2 separate regions of the Arachis hypogaea genome follow, and region 1 is linked to region 2. The links are chromatin contacts, called in public Hi-C maps. All regions are on one chromosome and are shown on one strand. Each heading gives the region's core, a stretch centred on a gene start, on an enhancer-like site or on the middle of the called end of the contact. The rest is flanking DNA. Distances are from core to core; before and after follow the strand shown.

Evidence for each region. Hi-C and Micro-C count contacts between places; a contact is called where the count stands out from the background.
Region 1: a Hi-C map of leaf shows a contact between it and region 2, with 2.9 times the contacts expected there. The contact joins the enhancer-like site here to the promoter of LOC112784336 in region 2. A contact is called at or near these places in 2 of 8 Hi-C or Micro-C datasets (leaf and an unstated tissue).

The regions. Positions count from the first base shown.
Region 1 is chr20:30,563,827-30,570,704 of arahy.Tifrunner.gnm2.J5K5, reverse strand. It overlaps LOC112784852 (pentatricopeptide repeat-containing protein At4g33990), which reads left to right. Exons shown (of 4, transcript XM_072231643.1): 3 at 1-1,792; 4 at 1,892-2,304. The coding sequence ends at 613. It also overlaps the pseudogene LOC112784854. Among protein-coding and RNA genes, the nearest start is that of LOC112784852, 8.5 kb to the left of the region's middle. Within about 2 kb of position 2,199, at least 1 of the 3 cell types and tissues checked has open chromatin away from gene starts, as enhancers often do.
Region 2 is chr20:30,215,739-30,222,805 of arahy.Tifrunner.gnm2.J5K5, reverse strand. LOC112784336 reads left to right here and starts at 2,191. Exons shown (of 5, transcript XM_025827490.3): 1 at 2,191-2,448; 2 at 3,134-3,205; 3 at 3,293-3,367; 4 at 4,476-4,556; 5 at 4,666-4,805. The coding sequence starts at 2,422. The coding sequence ends at 4,752. LOC112784335 (large ribosomal subunit protein bL31c) reads left to right here and starts at 4,666. Exons shown (of 2, transcript XM_025827489.3): 1 at 4,666-4,919; 2 at 5,000-5,535. The coding sequence starts at 4,848. The coding sequence ends at 5,323. It also overlaps the pseudogene LOC140182668.

The DNA of each region.
Region 1 (6,878 bases), core at 950-3,449, 350 kb before region 2:
GTCGATCTGGGGTGCTCTTCTAAGTGCTTGTAGAATACATGGAAATGTAGATTTGGGTACCTTTGCTTCAAGTCGTTTGTTGGAAGTTGATTCTGAAAATGTTGGCTATTATGTTTTGCTGTCAAATATGTATGCAAACGTTGGCAAATGGGAAGGGGTGACTAAAGTAAGATCATTGGCCAGAGGTCGCGGTCTGAAGAAGATTCCTGGATGGAGTTCTGTTGTAGTGGGAAATATAGTTGAAGTCTTCTACACTGGGAACCAAACCCATCCTAAATGCACAGAGATATACGAAGAATTAAGGGTTTTGGCTTCCAAAATGAAGAGCCTCGGTTATGTTCCGGACTACAGTTTTGTCCTGCAAGATGTTGAGGATGACGAGAAAGAGCAGATTTTGATGAGTCATTGCGAGAGATTGGCAATGGCATTTGGTATTATTAGCACCCCACCAAGAAGTCCCATTAGGATATTCAAGAACTTGCGTGTCTGTGGTGATTGCCATAATGCAGCTAAGTTCATATCCAAAATTACTGAGAGGGACATTATTATGAGGGATTCAAATCGCTTCCATCACTTCAAACATGGGATTTGCTCATGCGGTGATTACTGGTAGTGTCGCTAAAGTTTGGGAGTTTGAGAAGGATGTCCTTAAATTAAGACCTTGTATGACAAAGCAGGCTTTGGTTGCTCGTTGCATTGTCAACCTGATTTTTATTGGTGACGATCTACTTTGATGTAAGAGTATGGTCTTTTAGGATTGAAAGAGGAGAATTGAAGCAGTGGTTAAGCGTAACGAAGTCTTTTCTTTGCTCACACAGCAAGACAACTGCGTGATGGAGTTACTCGAAATCTACAAAATTTTTTGGCTGCTACCAATAGTGATAACTCCAACAACCGAGATGACACTACGAGAAACACTTCACTTGGGAGAGGTGGCTTTGGTAGAGGAGCACGTGACAGAGGCTGTGGTAATTCTAGTAGAGGAGGTTACACCAAAATTTGTTCCTTCTGCAACAACGTCGGTCACTTGGTAGACGTATGCTACCAAAAGCATGGGTTTCCTCCCCATATGAAGCAACAATCCAAAGGAGTCAGCATCAATAATATGACTCCCAAAGAGAAATGTAATGATAAAGGCAGCCTAACCTCATCTCAGTTTGCAGATCATAATAACTCCAAAGTTTCATTATCACTAGAACAAAGGCAACTCTTAATGTCCCTCGTTCAACAAGATGACACACAGCTTCAAGGTGCGAATCCAATTGAAGAGTGGCATGAGATGAGGGAGTCTAACCTTCACACACCAGCATCAAAATAGATCAATGTACAACAACTAAAGAAAAAAAAAAAAATCCAATTGACTTGCCTATTACAGATTAATATACAATAAAGAACAATCACATAACCTTGGTAACAACTCAAAACACTAGCATCAAAACATATCAATATACAATAAATAGTCAAAAATCCAATTGATAGAAATTATAAATTATCAACAGTGCGGTTTGTCTCTTTCTCATAGTTGATGCAAAGCATTGCTTGCAGCCACTATAGCCACTCCCAATTCCCAAGGAGTCAAGAACTCACTATACACTACTGGTGTGTGGTTCTCTCTGTACCTTCTAACACCAGAAGCAAAATAAAAGCCGGAAGAAGCTTTGGTTTGGCGAAATGGCTTCTGGATTGGTACTATCACGTCCTGTTACTTTTGTAACTGGCAATGCCAAAAAGATTGATGAAGTTCGTGCCATCTTGGGCCGGTCCATACCATTTCAGTCCCTCAAACTTGACTGTAATACTTCACTCTTTCTCTCTAATTCTTTTAATTTAACCCTTTCTTCTGTTTGTTTTTTGTTTTTATTCTTATAAGGGTTTTGTTTTGTTTTTGCAGTGCCAGAGATGCAAGGAGGGCCTGAAGATATCTCCAAAGAGAAGGCTCGTTTGGCTGCTCCAGTTATTCACTCACAATCTGGCTTTCACTGATTCCATTATGTGTGTGATTTTAGGGTCGAATTTTCTTTTTTTCCCTCAATTTTTTAACCTTTCTGATGGCTTTTCAAATGTATGTTAAGGTTAATGGACCTGTGTTGGTTGAAGACACTTGCCTTTGTTTAAATGCGATGAAAGGTCTTCCAGGATGGTATAATTATCTTATTTTACATCATTCTAAGTTGGGAGTAGTATTCAACCTGACACTGCTTTTGTTTGAATGTTTTTAATTTTTTTTTTACAGGGCCTTACATGTAAGTTCTATTTCACATTTTATCATCATCTTAAGTTACTCTCTTTTTGGGTTCACAAAAAGTGTTTTTTATTTTATGTCTGTTCTATAAGACCAATACCTTGATACTATGAAAATAAAAGAATAAGGAAAAGGACAATTTCTCAAAATTGGTTAATAATACGGTGGTAGATCGACAAATGAAAGCAGGGGGTCATTCTATAACATTTTAGGAATGGGTTCCCTTGTATGTAAGAATAGTTGCTGAATAAGCACTGTGTCAGATTGTTCATATCAAAATTTAAACCCACTTTTATTTCTTGATCATAAATCTGTGATGGTAGTACTGTCTTGGTAGTGGAAATCACTATATGCTACCAATTTATATTTGATTCACCATTTGCATATGATTCATTTGTTCTAGTAAGATTATGACCATATACATCATCCAAATGGTTAAGAAAATGTTTTATCTTGTCAGTTTTTATTTCAGCCCTGAAATTAGCTCTATAGCTGAGAAGTTGTACAAGTGGTCTTAAAGTTAATTATATTTCTTAAGGGGTCTAGGCTCAATGTTGATGAATTTATTTAAAGTAAATACTCAAAATGGATCCATTGTGTACATTAAAGTTGGAACTTCTTATTGATGCAGCCTTATTTGCAGTGTTCCAATTGTATGATAGCACAGTGATTATCTTTCTTTTTTTCTCACCTCCGCTTGACTTTCTGAAATCTGATTTTCTTCCTCTGCGCTTTTTCTGAATTAGCCAAATTCCACTCCGTCTTCTTCCTTCCGATGATAAGTGATCTTTCTCATATGTTTTTCATAGACTTGTTCCAGTGGAGCTACTGAATACTTTCGAACAAGGGTTGAATCAAGAGTGCTATGCTTTATTATTCACTGTGTGTTGTAGAAATGCATTTTCACTGCAACAACAAACCCATCTTCCTACAAACTCGGGTTTGTTACATGGATTTTCGTTTGGCTTTGGGCTTGATATTGTATCATAAATCCACTTATCTCTTTCTATCCACTTATGTCAGTTTTAGACTCCACCTAGGGAATGCATAGCTAATCCAATCCTTTCCACATTTTTGACATTTCTAATCATATTCATCCCAGTTTCTCTGCCCATCCATTATGACTGTCTTTGCACATGATTAGAATTCTGCAGTCCAACATTCTTTGACTGTAATTCAGTAAAAGTTTACCTTCTAGGACCTATTCGAATCGAATAATACCAGCCAATAAGAGTGATATAGATAATAAGGCAGCAGGAATAAGAATAACCTTGGCAGGAAAAGCTGTTAACAAAGGTTGAACATTTACAGATCAATAGAAAGGGGGTGGAAGAGTCGGTTAGGGCCTATTTGTGTAAAAAGAATTTAAGCGCTTGTGTGTAAAGAACTAAATTTGCAACTGAGTTCTTTTGTGTTTGGATATGCAGTGACAGCCGCTTCCTTTTAGTGTTTTAAATACTTCTTAAGAAGCTAAATATTCTACTACTCAAAAATCACTAGAAGAGTTTTTGGGAGGGTTAAGATGTATAATCGAACAGGGAAAAATGTTAGAAATGTGAATTTTAACTTATAACAACTATTGAATGTATAGCTAGCTGAACGACTTAAGTCTTAGACTCTTAGTCAATACCAAAACTAGTTTTTAATCACTAAGAAGTTGGATTATTCTAATATATTATTCATATGTGGATCTACCTAAGGTTATATGCAATCTTTTGTCATAGTCTAACGAGTTTAATAAATCATGCAGCAAATGGTTTTTGCAGAAGATTGGTCATGAAGGTTGTCCGTAAGCTGATTTATTCTGAATTAACCTTCACTTCTTTGAGTGCCTTTCTTCAGGATATCTCAGAATCTGATCTACTCATTTCCAACTTATTTTCCAGGTCTCAACAATTTGTTGAGGGCATATGATAATAAATCAGCTTATGCCTTATGTGTATTTTCCTTTGCGATTGGCCCAAATAGGGAACCTATCACATTTGCTTGGAAAAACTCCGGTATTTCTCTGAAATCCCATATGGTGTTTTTGTCTACCACATATTATACACATTTTAACTCCGCCTATGTTACATTTGCGGTACATAGCCGGTCCCAAGTCCGGATAAAGGAGGAGGGTTGTGTTAGGTCTTCGACAACCAACATAAAAATATAGTCGAATTCCCGTGACATGAATCAAAGACATTATTGCGCTAAAGCTAGGTCGTTGCCCGGAAGCAACGTGCTGTATGGCTCGAGTACGGTGTCAAATGAGCAAGAGCAGCTGCATTGGTGCCCGGATGTAGTGTTAAATGAGCAAGGGTTCTCGCGTTTTCGTGAACGGACGAGGGTAAATAAGCTAAGTTCACAAAGTAAAAGGTAAAGGTTGGAGCGACAGAAGGTTGAGATTTGGGACATGGAACATAAGCACTCTAACAGAAAAGTCCATGGAGGTGGTGGACACCATGACAAGGAAGAAGATTAACATTGCATGCCTACAAGAAACAAAATGGGTTGGTGCGAAGGCTAGGGAGTTGGATACTTCTGGTTTCAAACTTTGGTATACAGGAAATGTGAAGAATAGAAATGGGGTTGGAATAGTTGTGGATAATCAGTGGAAGAAGGACGTAGTGGATGTCAAGATGGTAGGAGATCAGATCATCTCTATCAAATTTGTGGTGGAGGGATGTGCTTTCCATGTGATTAGCGCATATGCACTGCAAGTGGGTTCGGACGAACAACACAAGATAAGGTTTTGGGAGGATCTAGAGAGTTTGGTTCAGGACATACCTTTGGAAGATAAGATTTTCTTAGGAGGAGATTTAAATGGCCATGTTGGGAGAGAAGTGACTGGATATGCGAGTATTCACGGAGGCCATGGTTTCGGGGTGATCAATGATGAAGGTAAAACTATTTTGGACTTTTTCTCAACCTTTGATCTTTTCATCACAAATACATGTTTTAAAAAGAGAGACGAACATCTTAAACCTATAAGAGTGGCATGACAAGCTCTCAAATCGACTTCTTCTTGTTGAGGAGAGTCGACCGAAAATTTTGCATTAATTGTAAAATTATTCCGGGAGAGAGTTTGACAACACAACATAGAATATTCGTCATGGATTTTCACGTTGAGCAAAAGTTGAGGAAAAGACATCATACGAAGAACCCAAGGACGAGGTGGTGGTGGATGAAAGGTGAGGAACAAAGAAACTTCCTTTGATAGGTAGGAGAAGAGGCAAAGTGGGATATGAATGGAAGCGCGGAAGAGATGTGGAGGGAGATAGCAGAAGTTATTAGAAGAACAGCAAAAGAAAGTTTTGGTGAATCTAAAAGAATAGGACCAAGAGACAAGGAGTCCTAGTGGTGGAATGCGAGTGTACAAGAAAAGATAAAGATAAAAAGAGAGTGCTTTAAAGAGTGGTCTTTATGCCGCAACGCAGATAACTGGGAAAAATATAAGGCGGCTAAGAAAGAGACAAAAATGGCTGTAAGTGAAGTAAGAACAAGAGCATATGATGGTCTCTACCAGTCTTTGGGCAGAAAAGGAGAAAGTTATATATAGAATCGCAAAGAGCCGTGAAAAAAGAACGAGAGATTTGGATCAGGTTAAGTGCATAAAGAATAAGGATGGAGAGGTGTTGGCTCAAGAGGAGAAGATTAATGAAAGGTGGAAGAGCTACTTCTACGAGTTATTTAATGAGGGACAAAAGACTCTTTCGAGCCTTGGTTGGTTATGCACCAGGGAAGAAGATCAAAACTTTAACTACTATCGAAGGTTTCGAGATTTCGAGGTAAAAGAGACTCTAAAGCAGATGAAAAATGGCAGGGCAGTAGGACCTGATAATATCCCGATTGAGGTTTGGAAGGGTCTTGGAGAAAAAGGCATTAACTGGTTAACCAAGTCATTTAATGAGATTTTAAGGTCAAAGAAGATGTCTGATGAGTGGAGAAAGAGCACCTTGGTACCTATCTACAAGAATAAGGGGGATATACAAAGTTGCGGAAACTATAGAAGAATCAAGCTTATGAGTCATACTATAAAGTTATGGGAAAGGGTGATAGAACGGAGATTGAGAAAAGAGACACAAGTAACAGAGAACCAATTTGGATTTATGACAGGCAGATCTACCACTGAAGCGATATACCTATTAAGAAGGATAATGAAGAGGTATCGTAGTAATAAAAGGGATCTACATATGTTGTTTATTGATTTGGAAAAAGCGTATGATAGAGTACCAAGGGAGGTCTTATGGAAGGTTTTAGAAAAGAGGAGAGTAATGATTGCATATATTTGTGCAATTAAAGACATGTATGATGGGGCCACAACTAATGTGAAGACTCAAGGTGGTGTGACAGAGGAATTTCCTATTAGTATAGGATTACACCAGGGATAATTCTAAGTCCATATCTTTTCACATTAATCTTGGAAGTACTCACAGAGCACATCCAAGAGCTTGTGCCATGGTGCATGCTTTTTGCCGATGATATCGTCCTTATGAGAGAGTCAAGGGAAGACCTAAATAAGAAGTTAGAGTTATGGAGAGAAGTTCTAGAAGTGTATGGTCTACGCATAAGCCGTAGCAAGACGGAATATATGGAATGTAAGTTCAGTCTGAGAAGGGAAAACCCTAATATAGAGGTGACGATTAGAGAAAAC
Region 2 (7,067 bases), core at 942-3,441:
CAATTGAAAATTAAGTCCTTAGTTTTGGTTGTCAATTCCTAAATGGTCATGTAAGTAATGTTTATAACCTCGCACCATGGTATCATTAAGTTAATAATGTGCTATGATCTCATAGAACTTAATGGGATGGTTGTTTATTCTGATGTGCCCTTCATTTTTATCCTAATTAAGTGTAGTTTTCTCCTGTTTGTTATATTTTGTTTGTGAAATTGCTTTATTACGGTATCTTGTCTACTATTTCAGCAATTAGCCATTGATCAACAATATAGATGATGATGGATGTTTTGTATGATTGTAAAACGAGTTTCTTTGGTGTAGACTTTTTATACTGAACCGGTAGGTTTAGTTCACGTATTCCAACTTATTGTGCAGTGCAGAGAAAGGAAACCTTGGTGTGCCTCAGTTGCCCGGCCAAGGTTGTTAATTTCACAGTTTCCGAACTAATACATATAAACTTAGTTTCATGGAAAGTCCTTCCGGAATAAAGGTCAGCTACAACAATGTTCTTGTATACCTTAAGATGTAGTTGGTGCTGATTTAAGTTGTAATTAATTTTTATTTGGCACTTTGTCCATATTTGTAATTAACTTGTGGTTATGATTATATTGAGATTCTCCATGATTTTCATGTTTCATGCAGATTATCCTAGTGACTCATCCTCGAACCGGTGATCTGCGGGACTCCTTGAAGTATATCTACAATTTGTATGTTGAATATGTTGTCAAGAATCCACTCTATACACCCGGATCTCCTATTAGGTAACGTAGTATATATCACTTTTTCTTCTCAATTTTCCCCCTTATTTACCATGGAAGAACTTGTTTGATGAATCAATCTTTGATGGGTTTGTGTAGGTGTCAGCTGTTCAATACAACATTGGACCAGTATGTGAGAGGCATTGCCTAGAAGCTATGAAGTTCCCAATCACCATTATTGGTGAACCATTGATCACCATTATAACTAAACTCATTATTTTGTGAAGATTTTTAATAGCTTTTTTTATCCTTTCATCTAAAATTGAATCTTTCCTTTTTCTGTCCACCAAACCACCACGCATAGTTGACTGAATTCTACTATAGTGTCCAGTCGTTAATGTGATCTTGAAGATCTTTGATCTTCAGTTGTTTTTGCTAGAGTTGCTGCTGCGATATTGAGCTTCTCTTGTATCAACATTCAACAGAGCTATTGATTTATTCAATCTTATAGCATATGATGTATTCAATCTTAATTAGATATTGGCCCCTACCTTGGTAGCAAAACGCACACGTTTTGGGCACATGGTTAAGGTGTATGTGTCTCAGTAATTTACGTTAACCCTTGTCATTCTTCAATCCAGCGTTCTTATTCTTCTCTTCTTCACGATCTTTTTTCCTTTTTCTTTAAGATTCCTAATTCTTTTTCTTCTACAAACTAAAATTCCTATCTTTTTTTTTCTCCTCCCAATTAAAATATCTAATTCATCATCTCTAATACCTCGTAGGAAGTAGCATTTGATTAACTGACTGGAAATAAATGATAATATGTATTTGTTATAGCCAAAAGTTTGAACTTGTGAGACCTTAAACACACAGAAGATTATAGTACGTTTTGACTTACAAATGATATGATATCACACCATTTGCTAAACATTTGAACGAATATACTAATGAATATTCGTGAGATTATTTGGTGAGACAAAAGTGTTGCATTTGGCATCAAAACTAAATGAGTATTTACATATCATTTTCTTTATGACTAGTTGAATTAATAGGTTGTTTTGGCATTTTGGTTTGGTGTAAGTATTGAATATAAACTCCTAAAAAGGAAAGTTTCTAAATTCTAAAGGAATACAATGATGCTTTCAAATGAATTGATTGAAATCAAGAAAAAAACATCAGTGTTTCTTTTACTTTTAACTTTTTTATTAACAAGACACATAAATCCCTAATTATTTATTATTAACAAGACACATAAATCCCTAATTATTTATTTGAAGGATTAACAAGAAGATTTGGAGAATGATCCTCTCAATTTTTTCTTTCATTGTTTGATAAAATGTGATCATATTTTTTAGGTAAGAAAAAAAATATGTGACAAAAATATTAAATGTATTTTATCAAACAATTAAAAAAAACATAATAATTAAAAAGATCCACTCCCAAAGATTTGAATGTCCAATAAAATCAATTATCAATTATCAAAATTCAAAAGTGGGGATGTCAATTTTGTATGGTTGAGGAGCGGGTTGTCATTTATGTAAAAGGATAGGGGTGGGATGGGATTTTACTCATCTACATTTTAGTATTTTACACACCTTTGTACACAGCTCAATCGAAATTCACCAATCTCTTCGTTCGTTAATTTTAGTCGCTCGTTTTCGTTTTTTTTTCATAGCCTCTGTCTCCATTTCCCGCTCACTATTCGGTTTATTAGCTTGCAACAATGGAAGCTTCCACTTCTTCCTACAAGGTTCGTCTTCTTCTCCTTCCAATCTAGGGTTCCTCTTTCCGTCAATTATATTTCAATTATTTCAAAGCATCGTTCAATTAGAGATTGGCTGTTTAATGTATATTACCTTCTGAAGTTCTATCCCTGTTTTCACGTTACTTGCAGAGATGTAGTTATAGTTACTGTATTTGTTTATATAACAGTAACATAACTAACTAACTAACTAACTAACTAACTAACTGAATTCAGTTAACAACGAGCTGAGTCTGTTGTGGCAGTTTAACTCGCATGGAACTGCAACTCTTATCATCTTTTATTATGTAACTGTGTGTGTGCATCTGCATCATATCTATACTTAAGTGTTTCGTAGATCCTATTCTCATTGTCATAATTACTTTTTACTAATACTGTGTATCTTTACCGTTTTCTTATTTTTATATTTATATAGATGTGTGTTATTTCAACATAAGAAAATTGGTTTAAGGAGAAGTAGAACAAATTTGATGTTAAAAGTGCATAACCAGAAAAATATAACCACAATGTTTGCCAGAAATCATGGTGATGGTTGGATCTAGCTTAGGGGTTAGGACAATGACACCCCATGCTAGCAGTGAAGTTCTGACTAAAGCTCTGGTTGTCTACAATTTTAGTTTAAGTCAGATTATGGAATCACGTTGAATGTTTGATGATATATTATCATTTGCAGATTATATTGGGATCATCCTCAGTAGCACGGCGCAAGATACTATCTGAAATGGGGTACGAATTCACGAAAATGGTAAGTAAATGACATTCGTTTAACAATGATTGGATTGGATTTTAAGGTGTGGACGTGGCTTCTTTAATCTTTTGTATTTACGTGCAGACTGCTGATATTGATGAGAAGAGCATCCGAAAGGAAACTCCTGAAGAGCTGGTTATGGCTCTAGCTGAAGCCAAGGTTTGCCTTCTAGTCATTACTTTTTTAGTGTTCTCTATATCTCACAAATGAATTACTTGATATTGCTTAATTTCTTTTTATAAAAAAGAATGTTGCTTAAAATTGTATGTGTTTTTTTCCCCCATTCAATTATAGAATTGCATACCCCCCCCCCCCCCTTCTCAAACTTTTTTTTTTTTATAAATTATATTTTAAAGTAAGCATACATAACTGCATTCATTGTCATCAGTGAACCAGCAAAGAAAGTTCTGTTTGGTGCTAGTGCTGTATTAGATGAGATAATAGATATTTTGCTTCTTTCTGAGAGAGAGTAGAGAGACGTTATAAAGGCATGCTGTAACTGCTTTTTATGATGTCACCTAGTTTTTTGCTTTCAGTGTTTTGTTTCCCTTTCCTTCATGGAAGGCCATGCTATGATCAATTATCCTCTGATTTTGGATGTGATTATGTATCAGGCTAATGCCATCATATCAAAACTTCAAACTACCAGTAACCAAGAGAGGGTTGATGAATCAATGATTTTAATTGCGGCAGACACAGTACATCTTGCTTCCTTTCTGGTCATTGGCAACTGTTAGTTAGGTGTTAATGGTTGTTGTTAGGTGGTGTTACCCAGGCCATTTATTAAATGAGGATATGTAGCTTACTAGCTTCTTTTGAAGAGGTTATAGCTTATTAGATAAATAGTAAATTAGCCAGCCATGTGAAGAAATGAAGATACTCGAACACTTCATTCCTTTTGTAACAAAGTAAACCGTTTATTTTTTTTTTTTCTGTCCTCTTTTTCAGTTTTTCATGCTTATCTGATAGGAACATTCAAAGTTGAGGATGTCGTTGTTAGGTTCAGGAACGATCAAAGTAAATGATTTGGGTTTATCTTCTCTTGTCTTCATCAAACCATTTCAGAGCAATATCTTGCTCAGTTTTTTTTTTTTTTTTTAATTGTTGCATCAGTGTGTCTGTGTGTGTTCTTTTTCTTTGTGTGACTCTTCTCTAAATAGTTATGTGGAGATGTTATGTAACTATTCACACTTTCAAAAATACTACATCACTTTTATTCATGAAGCTGCTACTCAGGTACTTATCATCTCTCATTTTTATTCCTTAGGCAGAAGCTATCTTACAGAAGCTCCCTGTTGATGACTACCTAAAGGATGCTGAGCCAACACTATTAATTACTTGTGACCAAGTATACATCATATTCTTCCGAGTTATAAATATTTCTTCTCTAGTTTTCCTTTGTTCTTCCGTCACATGTTACTAAAGCAACAACATCACTTGATATTCTTTTTCTGAAGGAAACAGAAACAAGTCAAATAAGAATACCTATGGGCCTATTGGATCGTGATTGTCGGCCCATAAATCAAATAACCACATCCACATAGCCATCGTGGTCAACATCATCACCTCCATAATCTCATCTTCTCTCTCTCTCTCTCTCTCTCTCTCTCTCTCTCTCTCTCTCTCCTGCAGAACAAAAATGGCGCAGTGCATAACCAACACATTCCTCCACCCAAAACCCTTCCATCCTCTCCCATCCAAAACAAAACCCGTAATTACCTTCTCTTTCTTGTTTCGAAGTTAGTTATCCGTTTCTTATTTCTGTTAATTAGTTATTTCTCTGTTTGTTAGGTGGGAAATTGCAGGGTGGGGGTGACGTGCAGGAAGAAGGATATACACCCGCAGTACCACGAGGATGCTAAAGTGTATTGCAACGGGGAACTCGTGATGACTACCGGTGGGACCCAGAAGGAGTACGTGGTTGACGTTTGGTCAGGTAACCACCCCTTTTACCTGGGTAGCCGGTCAGCGGTTATGGTTGACGATGACCAAGTTGAGAAGTTTAGGAAGAAGTTCAGTGAGCTCACTGAAATTATGGAGATTCCGGTACTCAAGGATGAAATCGTAATTCCCTCCAGGCGCAGGGGTATTCAGAAAGGTGGTAAGAAGAAGTAGAAGAATTAATTAGATCCAACACACTTCCCAATTTGGTTTGATTCCTATCTATCTATGTAGCTTCTTATGAATTATTGATTCTTCTTGTTGTTTATAGAAGGGGGAAAAATGGAAAATGCCCGTGTGGTGTTTGATACTATGCTTCAATGGTTCATTTGCTAATTTTATTTTTGTTAAAGAATGAGAATGAATGTGATTATTTGCTTTAGTTATATTTAAGTCTGATACATTCCATTTATCATTGTTAGATATAGATTTTTCTGTGAAATCACTTATCTCAAAGGTGTGATTGCCTTATACTTTTTGCTGGATAAGTTTTGAAACAATGTTATGAAACTAATTATACCAAAAATTTAAGCGGCTAGATAGAAATACATGAATGATTATATATCTATCAGGTGCTCTATGTAGTGATGTATAAGCTAAAATGATATGCTTATTATAATTGTAAGTAAAGGTTTAGTTTTATTATTGAGATTGTATGCATGATTCAATTTAGTTATTATGAAATTTTGGTGACCAAATTGGATTATGAATTCTTATTTTGAGGACTAAATTGAACATTTTTAAAGTCAATGACTAGATTGAATCATGGTTATAATTTTAAAGGCTAAATTAAATTGAGATTAGAGAAAGAGCGGTTATGGTTGTAAAATGAATTTTTTGTTAGTTTTTGTAGCCAATATAGATGTTACATACTTCATCAAAAAAGAAAATTAGGTTATTGTTAGTTTTATTATTTTCTCTAGTGCTATTTTTTTCTTACCAAAGTGCACACTGTTTTGAGCTTATGTACCATTTGATACTACCACAAGAATAATGATAAGAGGGAGAATTTAAGTTGAAAACTAAGCTTAATCATGTCTGAATCATGTAATGAAGTTTTGGATGCTGCTCTAGGTCTTGGAGATGAAACTAAGAAACTATCCCTTTTTTAGCCTCAGAAAATGGTTTGATCTTTGATTCTTCAATGATTTTTCAGCACTAACAAAATAGTGTATATGAATTTGTGATGTAATACCTAAAATTAAAGACAATTCAATCTATTAAAAAAAGTGATGTAAATCAAAATTGACACTGATTCTACCGACCATATAACTTGGATTCATAATTAGTGTAGGAAAGGTTTGAAACCGTCGTGAAACAATAGAACCCTCAAAGGTTGACAAATTTTGCAACTTTTGTTCTGCATAAGAAGATTGTGCAACAGGTTTCTAATAGCTTATAATTAGTATATAATACCAAAATTAATAACGTAAGATATTGACAAATAATTCATTATTGCTTGTAATGCATGTCACTGGAAAATATAAGTACATTTTTTTATCCAATCACTAACATTATTATTTTATTGAAGACTAGTAGTGGTTTACTAATATTTTCATCACATAATGATTAGCAAAAAATTCAAATATATTATACTTTATTACTCCACTACTAAAGTAAACCTTCTAATCTAAGGATGTTTACTAATTAAGATTATATATTTGCTACTCATTCTTAATGAGTTCGTAGACAAAATGGGTGTATTAACAATTAATCGCACTTAGTTGCCATCAATGAAACTTGACTCATCCTTAAATATTATTTATTAAGTAAAAAATAATGCACTTTTTATTAATTAAACAAAACTTAACTCTATTTATTATATTTTAGATCAATAATTCATATTTAATTTTTAAAATATAGAATTTAAAATTTAAGATTTATGTTTTTTTTAACTTTAATTAACAAATTAATTTTT